Linked DNA regions of Mus musculus: all the other regions are linked to region 3. A link is a contact called in public HiChIP or PLAC-seq and promoter capture Hi-C data. All regions are on one chromosome and are shown on one strand. The core of a region is the stretch at or near the end of the contact, and the rest is flanking DNA. Distances in the headings are between cores, read along the strand shown. Region 1 holds the start of Gse1 (genetic suppressor element 1, coiled-coil protein). Region 2 holds the start of Gins2 (GINS complex subunit 2 (Psf2 homolog)). Region 3 holds the start of Cotl1 (coactosin-like 1 (Dictyostelium)). Region 4 holds the start of Cox4i1 (cytochrome c oxidase subunit 4I1).

Evidence for each region. Promoter capture Hi-C pulls out the DNA fragments that hold promoters and counts their contacts. HiChIP or PLAC-seq counts read pairs in DNA pulled down with a chosen protein or histone mark. Capture Hi-C pulls out chosen DNA fragments and counts their contacts.
Region 1: a contact with region 3 is called in a promoter capture Hi-C map of pre-B cells, with 4 times the contacts expected there. The contact joins the promoter of Gse1 here to the promoter of Cotl1 in region 3. A contact is called at or near these places in 1 of 39 promoter capture datasets (pre-B cells) and 1 of 115 datasets of contacts at active chromatin or transcription factors (memory CD8 T cells).
Region 2: a contact with region 3 is called in an H3K27ac HiChIP or PLAC-seq map of thymic regulatory T cells, with 5 times the contacts expected there. The contact joins the promoter of Gins2 here to the promoter of Cotl1 in region 3. A contact is called at or near these places in 3 of 39 promoter capture datasets (liver, pre-B cells and stem cell-derived epiblast-like cells), 1 of 484 Hi-C or Micro-C datasets (CD8 T cells), 1 of 115 datasets of contacts at active chromatin or transcription factors (thymic regulatory T cells) and 1 of 9 other capture datasets (adipose tissue).
Region 4: a promoter capture Hi-C map of liver shows a contact between it and region 3, with 2.5 times the contacts expected there. The contact joins the promoter of Cox4i1 here to the promoter of Cotl1 in region 3.

The regions. Positions count from the first base shown.
Region 1 is chr8:120,535,989-120,539,187 of GRCm38.p6, reverse strand. It overlaps Gse1 (genetic suppressor element 1, coiled-coil protein), which reads right to left and starts at 1,779. Exons shown (of 16, transcript NM_001145896.1): 1 at 1,626-1,779. The coding sequence starts at 1,632. It overlaps 1700016A09Rik (RIKEN cDNA 1700016A09 gene), which reads left to right and starts at 1,462. Exons shown (of 1, transcript NR_151732.1): 1 at 1,462-2,296. It overlaps Mir7687 (microRNA 7687), which reads right to left and starts at 492; the gene lies at 434-492.
Region 2 is chr8:120,587,593-120,590,757 of GRCm38.p6, reverse strand. It overlaps Gins2 (GINS complex subunit 2 (Psf2 homolog)), which reads left to right and starts at 1,683. Exons shown (of 5, transcript NM_178856.1): 1 at 1,683-1,832; 2 at 1,919-2,033. The coding sequence starts at 1,743. It overlaps Gm10614 (a long non-coding RNA gene), which reads right to left and starts at 1,581. Exons shown (of 4, transcript XR_003947476.1): 1 at 704-1,581.
Region 3 is chr8:119,839,222-119,842,249 of GRCm38.p6, reverse strand. Cotl1 (coactosin-like 1 (Dictyostelium)) reads left to right here and starts at 1,671. Exons shown (of 4, transcript NM_028071.3): 1 at 1,671-1,926; 2 at 2,026-2,108. The coding sequence starts at 1,850.
Region 4 is chr8:120,666,801-120,669,818 of GRCm38.p6, reverse strand. It overlaps Cox4i1 (cytochrome c oxidase subunit 4I1), which reads right to left and starts at 1,594. Exons shown (of 5, transcript NM_009941.3): 1 at 1,464-1,594; 2 at 437-510. The coding sequence starts at 1,573. Gm27021 (predicted gene, 27021) reads left to right here and starts at 1,677. Exons shown (of 4, transcript NM_001308449.1): 1 at 1,677-2,062. The coding sequence starts at 1,841. Emc8 (ER membrane protein complex subunit 8) reads left to right here and starts at 1,732. Exons shown (of 5, transcript NM_010926.6): 1 at 1,732-2,062. The coding sequence starts at 1,841.

The DNA of each region.
Region 1 (3,199 bases), core at 530-3,029, 700 kb before region 3:
CTCTGCCTTCCCGGTTCGGAACCTGCCCTAAGGCAGGCACAACAGAGCCCAAAGCCAGGACAGGCCTCCCACCTCCTTTCCGAAGGCGTGGCTGACCCCGGGTCTCTGGCTGGCTGCTCACCAGCGCCCCCTCCCCCCAAGCCTCCTCCGCTCCAGCTGCCAAACCAGGCGACAAAAGCCAACCTTGTACCAAGCCATCAAGGCGCACACACACACACACACACACACACACACACACACACACACACCCCAGGAGGTGGTCAGGCGTGACCCGGTGGCTGTGAGAAGTGTTGAGCAAGCGGCTTCGGCACAGCGAGCCCCATCGAGGGAGGCTGCCAGCAACCCTGTTCCGGTCCACCCGGTGGGGCGTGACACCCAGCATAGCAGATGACACACGCTGCCAGTCGGAGCCTGTGCCCCGGCCCCCCTCACCTGTGGCGGGGCGACTGAGTGGCTGAGTCAGACACAGCCTGCGCCTCAGGTTCCCCGCCTGCGGGTGGGGGCGGCTGTAAACACAGGCTAAGCAACACTTAAGTAGCCAAGCTTAAGTAACACGGACGCCCAGGGAAGGCTGCTCGCCAGGGGGGCCTTGTCTTCCTCGGGAAGAGGGGGTAAACCAGTCTCAGACTGAGACACTGCCAAGCGGCCAGCCAAGACCTCCTGCCTCTTTGTCCCCCAGTGCTGGGAATCGGCTTAGGCCCGATGCTCCCTCCTAGAGCGAGGCTGCGCCTTTTGTTCCGGTCCTCTTTACAAAAGGATCTTGTATTTTGGTTTGTTTTTTTCCCCCCTTCCATTTGGTGGTCTCGCTTGTTTTCAAACCCCAACCTGTGTGGGCCCCAACCGCGACAGATAAGGCACCGCAGGGGTCTAGTAAGGGTTTAGAGTGCTTTAAATGCATGGAAGACAAAGGCTGGTTTGCACCAAACCGACCCAACTCGAGCTGGCACCCCCACCACGGGTGGCAGGTGCGCGGGGGCGCCCCTTGCTCGCTCCCGGCTCCGATGCCCAGACCTGCGGCCCCAAGCCTGCTCCTCGCAGTCCTATTCGGCCCCCGCCACCTCCCGGCGCTCGGAGAGGCGGGCAGCGGGGAGGGCAGCCCAGCTCCCGCTCCGCCTCCAAGAAGGGAATTTAATTAGCCTGCCGGAGAGGCGGCGGGCGACGAGGTGTCTCTGGTGCTGCAATATAATTGAATCGGCTCCACTCGGGCGGGCCACTCGCCGTCAGCGCGGCCGCGGGGGGCGGGGAGGCGCATCCAGGCGGAGCGGGAAGGGCTGGGCGGGGGGTTCGGAGGCCCCTTGGACTGCCACCCCAGGTAAAGCACCCCCCCCCCCATCCAACCACCTGCCTGGGCGCCCCCGCCCCATCCAAAGTTTTGCTACAACCCCGAGCCCCGGAGCCGCCCCCGCGCACTTCCCCGCGCACTTCCGCGGCAGCAGAGCCGGCTGAGCCCAGCGCGCGCGCGCGCAGCCGCGAGTGTGGCTTCAGGTCGGCCGCGCGCCCCGCGCTTCTCGTCCCTCACACCCGCGGGACCTGGCACCGGCCGTTGGCGCCCCTCCCGAGCCCACAAACTTGGGGAGAGGAAGAACGAGGGAACCCCCGCCACCATCCCCCACCCGCGCGCTCACCTTTCATGCCAGGGCCCCGCTGCTCCACCGCTCCTGACACATGCCGGAGCCACCGTCGCCCGGGTTTGTCTGAACTGCTTATCTCACCCGGGGCTGTGCGGCGGCGGCTCCGCCGCTCGGGGAGGTGGAGCTTCCGGGGCCTGGGCCAAGAAACACCTGCTGCTGTCGCCGCTGAGGACACACCCAAGCGCAACGCCGCCCACTCCCCGGCCCCGGCTCGCTCCCGGCGCCCTGACCTCAGCCGGCGGGAGGTGTCGGGTTTCAGCCGCAAGCGCACGCGCGCGCACCGACAGACCGCCCGGAGCACCCAGCGCGGTCACAACCCGCCGGGTAGGTGCCGCCCCCCGCGCTCCTGGCGACCCTGGCTGTCCGGACAGTCCAGGGGGATCTCTCAGAGGCCTCGCGGGCCACTCATCTCCAAGAGTAGGGAGGAGTGGCTTACAACACGCCTGCCATATCCGAGCCTCATAGCCGCCTCCCCAAGCGCCTGGAACAGTGCCTGGCACCTGGCCACCCACTAAGAGAGGGGAGGGATAGGCCTTTCCTTGTGCTGAGTGGAGGGGACCACACAATATAGGCCGTTGGCCTCTCTCGATCTCCAAGATGCCTGATCTATTACCACAACTTTAAAGGACTTAATGTTAAGAGCTCGGGCCACGAGCCTCTGTCCCAAAGTTTTGCAAAGTCTCCATCTCGCTTTAAGGAATTTTTGAGAAGGCCAAACGGCGGGGGCTCTAGTTCTTTAAAGAGCCCATGTTCGAGAAGTCCACGGAGGCGCCGCTGCGCCAGGGGCATCATTAAGTAGCTGGGGTTGCGGTCAGAGGCGAGGCCGCCGCCTCCAGAAACTGGCACAACCCACCGCGCCACCGGCCCCAGCGCACCGCCTTCCCACTCTTGGCACCCCCACCCACCCTACCTCACCCAGGCACTTCACGGGGATGACTCAGGGAGCGTCCTGAAATTCCTCGGCACCCACAGGCGGCGCGGAGAGGGACTGTGGGCCCCAGCGTCCCCGCCCACAACGCGACCGATCCCTAGAAACACCCCCTTCCCGCCACCCGGGAAGCGCGAGGTTACAGCGCGAGCCAGGCAGCCGGGGACCCTCGGCCGGACCCAGCGCGCAGAGAGCAGCCATCGAGGTGGCAAGGTCGTCGCGAGGTCCCGGGGTCTCCCCCGCCCGGCCTTTCTACACAGCTCTCTTAATGATCCTCCACTTTCAGACTTTCAAGCCCGGAGGCCACCGCACCGGGGGGGTTGGGGGGGGAACCTCAGCGCCGCTGCGGGTCTCAACTTTCCACCGCGGTGCCAGCCCCAAACCTGCCCCGGGACATGCCCGCGCAGTGCTCCGCAGGCGCGCGCTGCCTCCCCCGCCTTCCTCCCTCCCGCGCCAGCCGGGACAGCGCCGGGAGCGAGCGCGGGCGCCAGCACCCCCCGTCCATCTGTTCCCGATGACGCCGGCGGCGGGCAGCGCTCGGGGCCCGCGCCAGCAGAAGCCGCCGATGCCGCGGGGCGGGGGCGCACGCCGGGCCAGTCTTGCACAAGCCCCTGGCCGACCACAAACGACAAGGGAAACG
Region 2 (3,165 bases), core at 434-2,933, 750 kb before region 3:
TCACTTGAGGAAATGCCTCCATGAGATCCAACTGTAAGGCATTTTCTCAATTAGTAATCAAGGGGGAAAGGCCCCTTGTGGGTGGGACCATCTCTGGGCTGGTAATCTTGGGTTCTATAAGAGAGCAGGCTGAGCAAGCCAGGGGAGGCAAGCCAGTAAGGAACATCCCTTCATGGCCTCTGCATCAGCTCCTGCTTCCTGACCTGCTTGAGTTCCAGTCCTGACTTCCTTGGTGATGAACAGCAGCATGGAAGTGTAAGCCGAATAAACCCTTTCCTCCCCAACTTGCTTCTTGGCCATGATGTTTGTGCAGGAATAGAAACCCTGACTAAGACAGGGGGTAACCCCTCTATTAGAGTACGCCCCTATCCTTGCATATCTTTATTTTTGAGATAGGAAATGCTGAGTGACTCAGGCTGTCCCTAGCTGGTGATCCTTCTTGCTTCCACCTATGGAATACTAAGATTACACCTCACCTCAGCGCCCAGTGGTGAGGGTTTCACACTCAGATCCAGCCCCTCTTGTCCTTACCAGTTGTAGGTGACCTATTCCTCCCCAGGAGCTACCCTGGTCTGCTGGCACCCTGCCAGAGTCACCCTGATTATAATGCCTATTAATAGTTCAGCTGTCCTCACAAGACTCCTGATTCAAAATGCCCCTGTGGGGCCATATTAATGCAAGGACTCTAGGGCTGTTGGCTTACCAAGGCACTCTGTACAGAAGGCTTGAGGGCATCAGGCTCCAGGGTATAGCTCAGTGGAAGAGGCTGTGCTTATCATTTTTGAGGACCGGGGTTCCATCTTCACAATTGCAATAACAACAATAATAAAAGAATGATAATACGTGTGCAAACTTGTCCCTGTAGTCTCACCTGAGGTTTGGTTTGCCAAAGTTCTGATTCTGGGCTCTGTCTCGAAGGATCTGCATGGAGCAGATAGGGGAGGCGCATTTTCATTGCTTTTAAACCATCTGTAGAAAGGGCAAAGACTAAAATTAAAGGGAAAACACTTCCTTCGATATGGCGTCTGTGTGGACCAGCCAGCCATGTCCGGGGACCCGGAGCTGACTTTGAGATGAATGCGTTTATTCCTGGATCTGTGTTTCGCGCAGGTGAAAACTCGGCTCCAAACCTTTACCCTCAAAGAGTGGAATCAGGCGAGGGACTCAGCCTGCTGCAGGACGCAAAGGAGCAAGAAGCCATAAGTACACAGCCTCCAGCTCGTGGACAGAAGGGGGCGGGCGCAGGAGGGGCGAGGCCGAACGAAGGAGGGGCGGGAGCAAGAGGCGGGGCTGTACAGACCCGACCCAAACGAGGTAGGTGCGGGGCCGTGAGCGTGGTAGGCGGGCAAGAGGCGGAGTCGAGGCAGACCCGGAGACCAATGAAAAAAAGCGGACGGGCCAGAGGCGGGGCCTAGAGAGGGTAGTGACGTAGTAGGGCGGGGCCGTCAGGGCTGTAACTCGCTGGATCAGGATTCAGGAAGCGTGGAGCCCAAGTACTGGAAAGGGCATCGGTAGGCCTTAGAGGGGCGGGGCCGGCGTACAGCTCCGCCTACAGACCAATCCGCGAGTTTGTACTAGCTGTGACTTGGAGGCTGCGAAGAGAGCAACGTCTCTATAGGGCCGCCGCAGGACGTCTTCCGTTCGAGGGGCGGGCCCCGCGCGGTGGCGGGAAAGAAGTGCCTGAGGCGCTGCCTCTGAGTCGCGGAGGGGCGGTAACGGGCCTGGGCCGCCTACTCTTCAACATGGATGCGGCCGAGGTGGAGTTTTTGGCCGAAAAGGAGTTGGTGACTATCATCCCGAACTTCAGTCTGGACAAGATCTACCTGATCGGGGTGAGCCAGGGCGGTACGGGGCGGCGGCCTGGGATCATGCTCGGGTCACCGCTCCTTTCCACCTGGGGTCTGCGTTGTCCTTGCAGGGGGACCTGGGGCCCTTCAACCCCGGCTTACCCGTGGACGTGCCCCTGTGGCTGGCCATTAACCTGAAACAGAGACAGAAGTGCCGCCTGTTACCTCCGGAATGGATGGATGTGGGTGAGCATTCCCGGGCCCGGGTGGGCGGGCTTGTACGGGGAGGGGGCTGTAGTGATGGCGCACGCCTGTAGTCCCAGCACTCTTTAGAGGCGGTAGAGGCAGGAAGATCTCTGAGTTTGAAGCCAGCTTGGTCCACAGAGGGAGGTGCAGGACAAACAGCCAGGACTACACAGTGAAACCCTGTCTGGGGGTGGGGTGGTGTCCTAGTCAGGGTTTCTATTCCTGCACAAACATCATGACCAACAAGCAAGTTGGGGAGGAAACGGTTTATTTGGCTTACACTTCCATCACCAAGGAAGTCAGGACTGGAACTCAAGCAGGTCAGGAAGCAGGAGCTGATGCAGAGGCCATGGAGGGATGTTCTTGACTGGCTTGCCTCCCCTGGTTTGCTCAGCCTGCTCTCTTATAGAACCCAGGATTATCAGCCCAGAGATGGCACCACCCACAAGGGGCCTTTCCCCCTTGATCACTAATTGAGAAAATGCCTTACAGCTGGATCTCATGGAGGCATGTCCTCAAGGGAGGCTCCTTTCTCTGTGATAACTCCAGCTGTGTCAAGTTGACACAAAACTAGCCAGTACAGGTAGGGATTGGGGAACAGAGATGCAACCTTAAACAAGTTTTGTTTTTGTTTGTCTTTTTTTGTTTCTCTGTGTAGCCCTGGCTGTCCTGGAACTCACTCTGTAGACCAGGCTGGCCTCGAACTCAGAAATCCGCCTGCCTCTGCCTCCCAAGTGCTGGGATTAAAGGCGTGCGCCACCACTGTCTGGTGACTCTGATAGTCTTGAAACTGGGACCCCAGTTTCTGTGCCTTGAGGGGCATCTTTAGCACCCCTGTCCCCCAAAGCCTGAGTCCATTTCCCAGTGTCTGCTGGCCAGGGTTGGGGAGCAGGGGAACAGACTTCTATTGCCTTTGCTACATGGAGAGGAGCAGTCAGGAGTGCAGGAGGCCTCTCTGTCCTGGGATCTGAGGTCAACAGAATGCTGTCGTGTGCCATGCGGCTCTGTCTTCTGGAAATGTGTGGTTTGCAGTTGGCCTGTGGTCACGTGGCCATCACCTTGTTATCCTAGGTTTTCTCTTGCATGAGTATTCTGCATCTACTTACCCATCCTGTGAATGGGTATTTAGGTT
Region 3 (3,028 bases), core at 422-2,921:
TAGTTTGTATTGAGATAATTTCATGTAGCACAGGCTGGCTTCAGTTATCTATGCATCTCAGGATGACCCTGAATTTCTTGATTCTCTTGCAGACAGCTCCCAAGTACTAGGATAATGGGTGTCTATCACTATGCTTCTTATTTATTCGAATATATGTATGTGGGGTGTGTGTGTATGCATGTGTATGTGTACACATGTGTGTGTATGTGTGCATGTATAAAAGAGTGTGGTTATATGTGTGTATTAAAGATTGTAGTGTGTGTGTATGCATGTGTGTGTGTGTGTGTGTGTGTGTGTGTGTGTGCGTGTGCAGATGCCTACAGAGGTTAGAGGAGGACATCAGATTCCCCTGGAGCTGTAATTACAGACATGGGTACTGAGAAAGAATCTAAAGTCCTCTAGCAGAGGATAAACCATCTCTCCTAATCTGAGACAGGGTCTTATTTTGTAGCCCAGGCAGGCCTGGAAACCAGTATGCAGCCCAGCCTGGTTGTCAATGTATAACCCTTCTTTTTTAACCTCTTGAGTTCTGAGCTGCCTGGTGAGGTACTGTGTCAAGACTTTTTCTTTTTTTTTTTTAAGGTGAGGTACTGAGAGAGAGAACCTGGGACCTCACAGATGCTGGCTCTTTGGGCCACACCTTCAGGCCTAAGGGTTTTCCTATCCCTTATACATGTTCCAGATCTTTTCAGTTTCTGTCTATGATCCGTTTTAGTCAATAGCAAACCAACAGTGACCTCTTTTGATGCCCGCCCTGGTTTCTGTACATCATTTCAGTTAAGGCTGAAGGCACCTGCTGAGGCTCCCTGAGGCTCGTCTTACCACGGGGAGAGAGCAGTCCTCTTGATAAGGTTTCAGAGCTTGCCCTATGGCTCGGGGCTGAGAATTACAAGCAGTTCTAGAGCTGGGCCTCCAGGGCCAGCCTTTCACCTGCCGGTAGGACAGATGGTAGAGGAGTAGTGAATGAATGACCCAGTAAGGGGGTTAAGGATGCCGCCCCATCCCGCCCCAGCACCCCACGTGACTGCAGATAGCCAGGCTACAAAGTCAACAGTGATTCTCTTTCCAAATGAAATGCTTCCTTCTTTCCACTTCTTCCCTTTCCAAATCCAAAGAGCAAACAAACACTGGGTTAGGGGCGCCAGCCTTGGCCAGCCTGGCTCATCTGAGTGCTGACTTAAGTTATTCTTCTGAAGGAGGGGGAGGGGTGGAGAGCTCTGCAGCCCAGCTCACTGGTAGAGGGAACGAGGGAGGAAGAGAGAATAAGAAGATTCGAGGGAAGATGCAGAGGAGAAGGAGGAAGGAGGCCTTAGGGAGGAGGGAAAAGGGGCTTGGGGTGGGATAAATAGGAGAGATGAGAAGGCGAACAAGGTAGAGGCTGAAAGAAGAGGAGAACAACGGCGTAAGGGAAGGAGAGGAATGGAGGGAAGGAGAGAGGGAAGGAGGAAGGAGAGCGAGATCGGAGAACACAGAAGGTGGTGGAAGAAGCGAGGGGCTGGGGCCCACGGAGTGGGGAGGGAAGAAGGCGGAGGAAGGGAAGACGAGGAGGAAGGGCCCCCCTCCAGCCCTCCGCGGAGTTGCGCAATCCGCACAGACTGGGATTGGCCGCCGGATGTGCGAGACGCCCCGCCCCCGCCTCGCCTGACCAATGGGAGCGAAGGGGCGTGGCTTTCACGGGAGTGGAGTCCCCGCGCGCGCTCTGGCTCTGCAGTAACCGCGGGCCTCTCTCCGAGGACCTTAGCTTGCTGTTGCGAGCGGCCACCTCCCCTGCCCACTCTCGGAGCCCGCTCGACTCTCGTAGCGGATCAGGGACGCGTTCACTGGTTCCGGCAGTGTCCTCGCGGCGGCCATGGCCACGAAGATCGACAAGGAGGCGTGTCGCGCGGCGTACAACTTAGTGCGGGACGACGGCTCGGCGGTCATCTGGTGAGCAACGCCGCGGGGCCGGGGAAGCCAGTAGTGACCTGCTTCGTGCCGCTCGCCGCCGCCGCTCACCTATGTTTCTTTTCTTCCTCCAACCCAAAGGGTGACTTTCAGATACGACGGCGCCACCATTGTCCCCGGCGATCAGGGAGCAGATTACCAGCACTTCATCCAGCAGTGCACAGGTAGGGCGACCCTCATGAGACCTTTTGAAAGAGGGTGGGCACCCTGGGCAGCGAGCTGCTGGGCGTCCAAGCAGCAGCAGATCTGGGCTGGGGCTTTGTTTGTTTGTTTGTTTTGGTTTTGTCTTTGTGTTTTTGGAGATAGGGGCTCACTATATATCCAGGGTGACCTCCAACTGGCCATCCTCTTGCCCCAAGCGTCTAGTACTGGTAGGGTGGGTGTGCACAGCCATGCAAAGCTCTGATCTGAGCTTTCCAAAGTCCCGAGTGTATCCCTCCCCCACCCTGCCCCCAACCCCTGTGGACATCACCATCAAGTGACCCGAGGAGATTCCTCCCCCGGTAGTGTCAGTCGGCTTCTTCCGCTCCCGCACCCTGTGGTCCACTGGGTTTCCAGGTCAGAAGGGGCAGTTCAAACTCCACCCTCTCTGATTGGTCAGTGAACAATAAACGCCGAAGCCCCTGGGGGCTGCAAGCTAAAGGCAGAACCCAGGGCCCCACCCTCCTTTCTCCCTTCCATCTTTGTCCCTATCTGCTTCTGTACAAGCCTTTAATTTGAAGAGTACAGAAACACGCACCAAGAATGTGTATCCGATGTTGCTATACCAGGCCTGGATAAAGAGAAGCTGACTTGCGAGGTCCCAGCGGCCAGTTTCCTTTGGAGCGAATGGCCACTGGCTGGGGTGGGGCATGGAGAGCTGAGATTGCTCCATGGTTTGGTGTGGAGGAATCAAGCAGATGTGTGACCTTACTAAAAGCATCCCAGGGAACCCTAAGGTTTGTGTGTGTTAAGCTTCCCTGGGACATGTGGACCATGAAAGAACACAGGGCCTGAATGGCCACAGCTCCCGTAGAACAGCTCAACACCATTGGTAAAGAGATCTCTAAAGGAGCTGGTGTGCAGAGCAGCTCAGCATATTCTG
Region 4 (3,018 bases), core at 345-2,844, 830 kb before region 3:
CGTAATGAGATCTGATGCCCTCTTCTGGTGTGTCTGAAGACAACTACAGTGTACTTATGTATAATAATAAATAAATCTTTGGACCAGAATGAGCGGGGTCTACCAGAGCGAGCAGGGTTGACCAGAGCGAGCAGAGGTCCTAAATTCAATTCCCAACAACCAGATGAAAGCTCACACCCATCTGTACAGCTACTGTGTGTACTCATATACATAAAATAAATAAGTAAATCTTTAAAAAAAAAAAAAAAAGAAAAAGAAAGTAAAAGTCCTGAGCCGGGCATGGCGGTGCACATCTTTAATCCCAGAACATGGGAGTCAGAGGCAGGTTAAGTCTCTGCGCTCCAAGGCAGCCAGAGCCATGCAGAGAAACCCTGTCATGAAAAACCAAAGGGAGGAGAAAGAAAAGGGCAGGGAAGGGAGTGAAAGTCCTGCTCACCATGTGCTCGAAGGCACACCGAAGTAGAAATGGCTCTCTTGCCAATCAGGCTCAGCGCTCTGGAAGCCAACATTCTGAAAGACAAAAAAAAACCCTTATACCTCTTAACAATGACAGCAAACACCTTTTAGCCAAAGTCTTTTTGCGGCAAAACATTAAGGAAGTAAATGCAACTTATCCCCCGAAATGTTAAATGTTTTTTTTTTTTTTTTTTGGTAATGATTTCATCAACTTTTTAAGGCACGGACTGGCCTGAAAGCTTCCACTATTACCTTCCTCTACCTCGTAAGAGCCGGCATTACAGGCCAGAGGCATGCCCCCAGGATCCGGTTTTTATTACTGATGCGAAGGCACAGGGTGAACTTCCTTACATCAAGCCAAGGGCTGTAATATACATGGCTTTGGCCAATGACTATAAATCCGGCTTCTTAAAAAATTAACTAGAAAGACAAAAATGACTGAAACTGCTAGAACTAGATATATAGATAGATAGATAGATAGATAGATAGATAGCACGGTAGCACACCTCCTGCGACTGAGTTTTATTTTAAAAATTGACTTGTACAGAGACTGCGAAGGGCAAGCGGGAGGAGGCCGCCCAGGCTCAGGCCCTGGCCCGCTTCCCGTTCCTGCGTCCCGCAGGCGACCTGGATGACCCTGTCACCCGCCCCAGCGACCCGAGCCCCACGCCTCACTGTAGCACAACCCCTGAGATTCGATCCCCGAGAAAGAACGTCCGAGCCCGGGAAAAAAAAAATCAACGCCCGGGGCGGCAGAAACCGTAGCGTGACGTCAGGGCTCAGGTCGCTGTCCCTCGGGCCTGGCACAGCGGGAACGCCCGGTGCCCGGCAGGCCGGAGCGGGGACCCGAGACAACAGACCCGCTCGGGGAAGCGGGCGCCCCAAGGTCACCGAGCCGCTCAAGTCCCGGGTCCGGGGGCGTCTCGGAGGCACCGCTCCCGGCCCCGGCGCTCCAGGTCCTCGGGCCCCCGACCGTGCCACCCTCACCCGCCGTCCAAGGCCGTCACCTGCCACCGCTGCCCAGGCGACCGCCGCGACCGCCCTCTACACCCTGGGGTGCTCGCGACCGGAAGAACGGGGCCCGCAACCGGAAGACCAAGACGGAGCCGCGAAGCATCGCGGGAATCAGGGAAGCCCCGCCCCAAGCCCGTCCGTTTCAGAGCGCGGGGCGGGGCGGGGCGGGGCGGCGCGGCTCGGGGCAGGGCGGGGCAGGACGAGGCGGGGCGGGGCGGTAACTGTCGCGAAAGGCCGAGCGGGTAGCAGCTGCTTTCCGGCAGACGTTTTCCGGCCGACCGGCTGAGGCGGGAGGCCGCGGCCGGAGGTGCGAGAGCGTCACGGCGTGCAGCGGAGGGTCGTGGCGGAGGACCGCGGTGCGTGGGTCGCGATGCCCGGCGTGAAGCTGACTACGCAGGCCTACTGCAAGATGGTGCTCCACGGCGCCAAGTACCCGCACTGCGCCGTCAACGGGCTCCTGGTGGCCGAGAGGCAGAGGCCGCGCAAGGAGCATCCTCCCGGAGCGGGCAGCCACACGCTCTTCGTGGACTGCATCCCGCTCTTCCACGGCACGCTGGCTCTGACGCCCATGCTGGAGGTGGCGCTCACCCTGGTAAGCTCGCGGTCGAGGCCGCGGCGCGGGGTTCCGGGCCGGGCGGAGTCGGGCGCCCTTCGCGGGACGCTGCGGCTGCTCCCGGGGAGCTCTCGAGGTTTTGTAAGATGACCGAGAAACTCGAATGTGTGGTGGACGTCCTTAAAACCAGCACTCGAGATGGGGAGGCAAGAGTTCGAGGCCAGCCTGGTCTACATTAGTGAGATCTGGGATAGGTAACGTTTAAAGTTTAAACTTAATGTGTTTGTGAGGCCACAAAGAAAAAAATGCCTATAGCATGTAAATCTCTAGTTTTACAGAGGTTTTTTTGTTTGTTTGTTTGTTTTTGTATTTTGTGGGTCCACTTGCCGATTTTTTTGCCCCAGACTTGCTGTTTTAGCAAGATTATAGGTTATAATACGGACTGCTGTTTCTGCGCTTGTAATCAAACTCGGTTTCTCTGCTTAAGAGACATTTGCAAGACCCGGAATTCTAACTCTGCGGTTTGCCTTTATAAAGCCCTGGACTGATATGGTCAGGCGCTGCTTACTACATCTTGGAAGCGCTCTCAGGTGCAGTCCTGACGCACCTGAGAAACAGATCAGACCCGTAACCACCCAGTCTCCCCACAGCCTCATTTACATCTCAGAATGAGCTCTGAAGTTAAAAATCTGAGCTGGCCTAGGAGGGAATGCTAATCCTGTCTCCCCCTCTCCCACCAAAATGACTGCATTGAATCGGAGACTTGCTTTGAATGTAGCCCCCCATGCTAGCCTGGCACTCCCAGCACTTCCTGCTCTAGATTCCTGAGAACTGGGATTACCGACGCGACTCGCATTCCTTGATTTCTGTTTCTTTTGTTTTCTGGGGGAGAGGGTTAGGGTTTCACTCTTGTGGCCTTGCCGAGTTTGGGACTCTTCTGTAGACCAGGCTGGCGTCCTACACACAGACCAGCCTGCCTCCATCTCCTGAGGCTA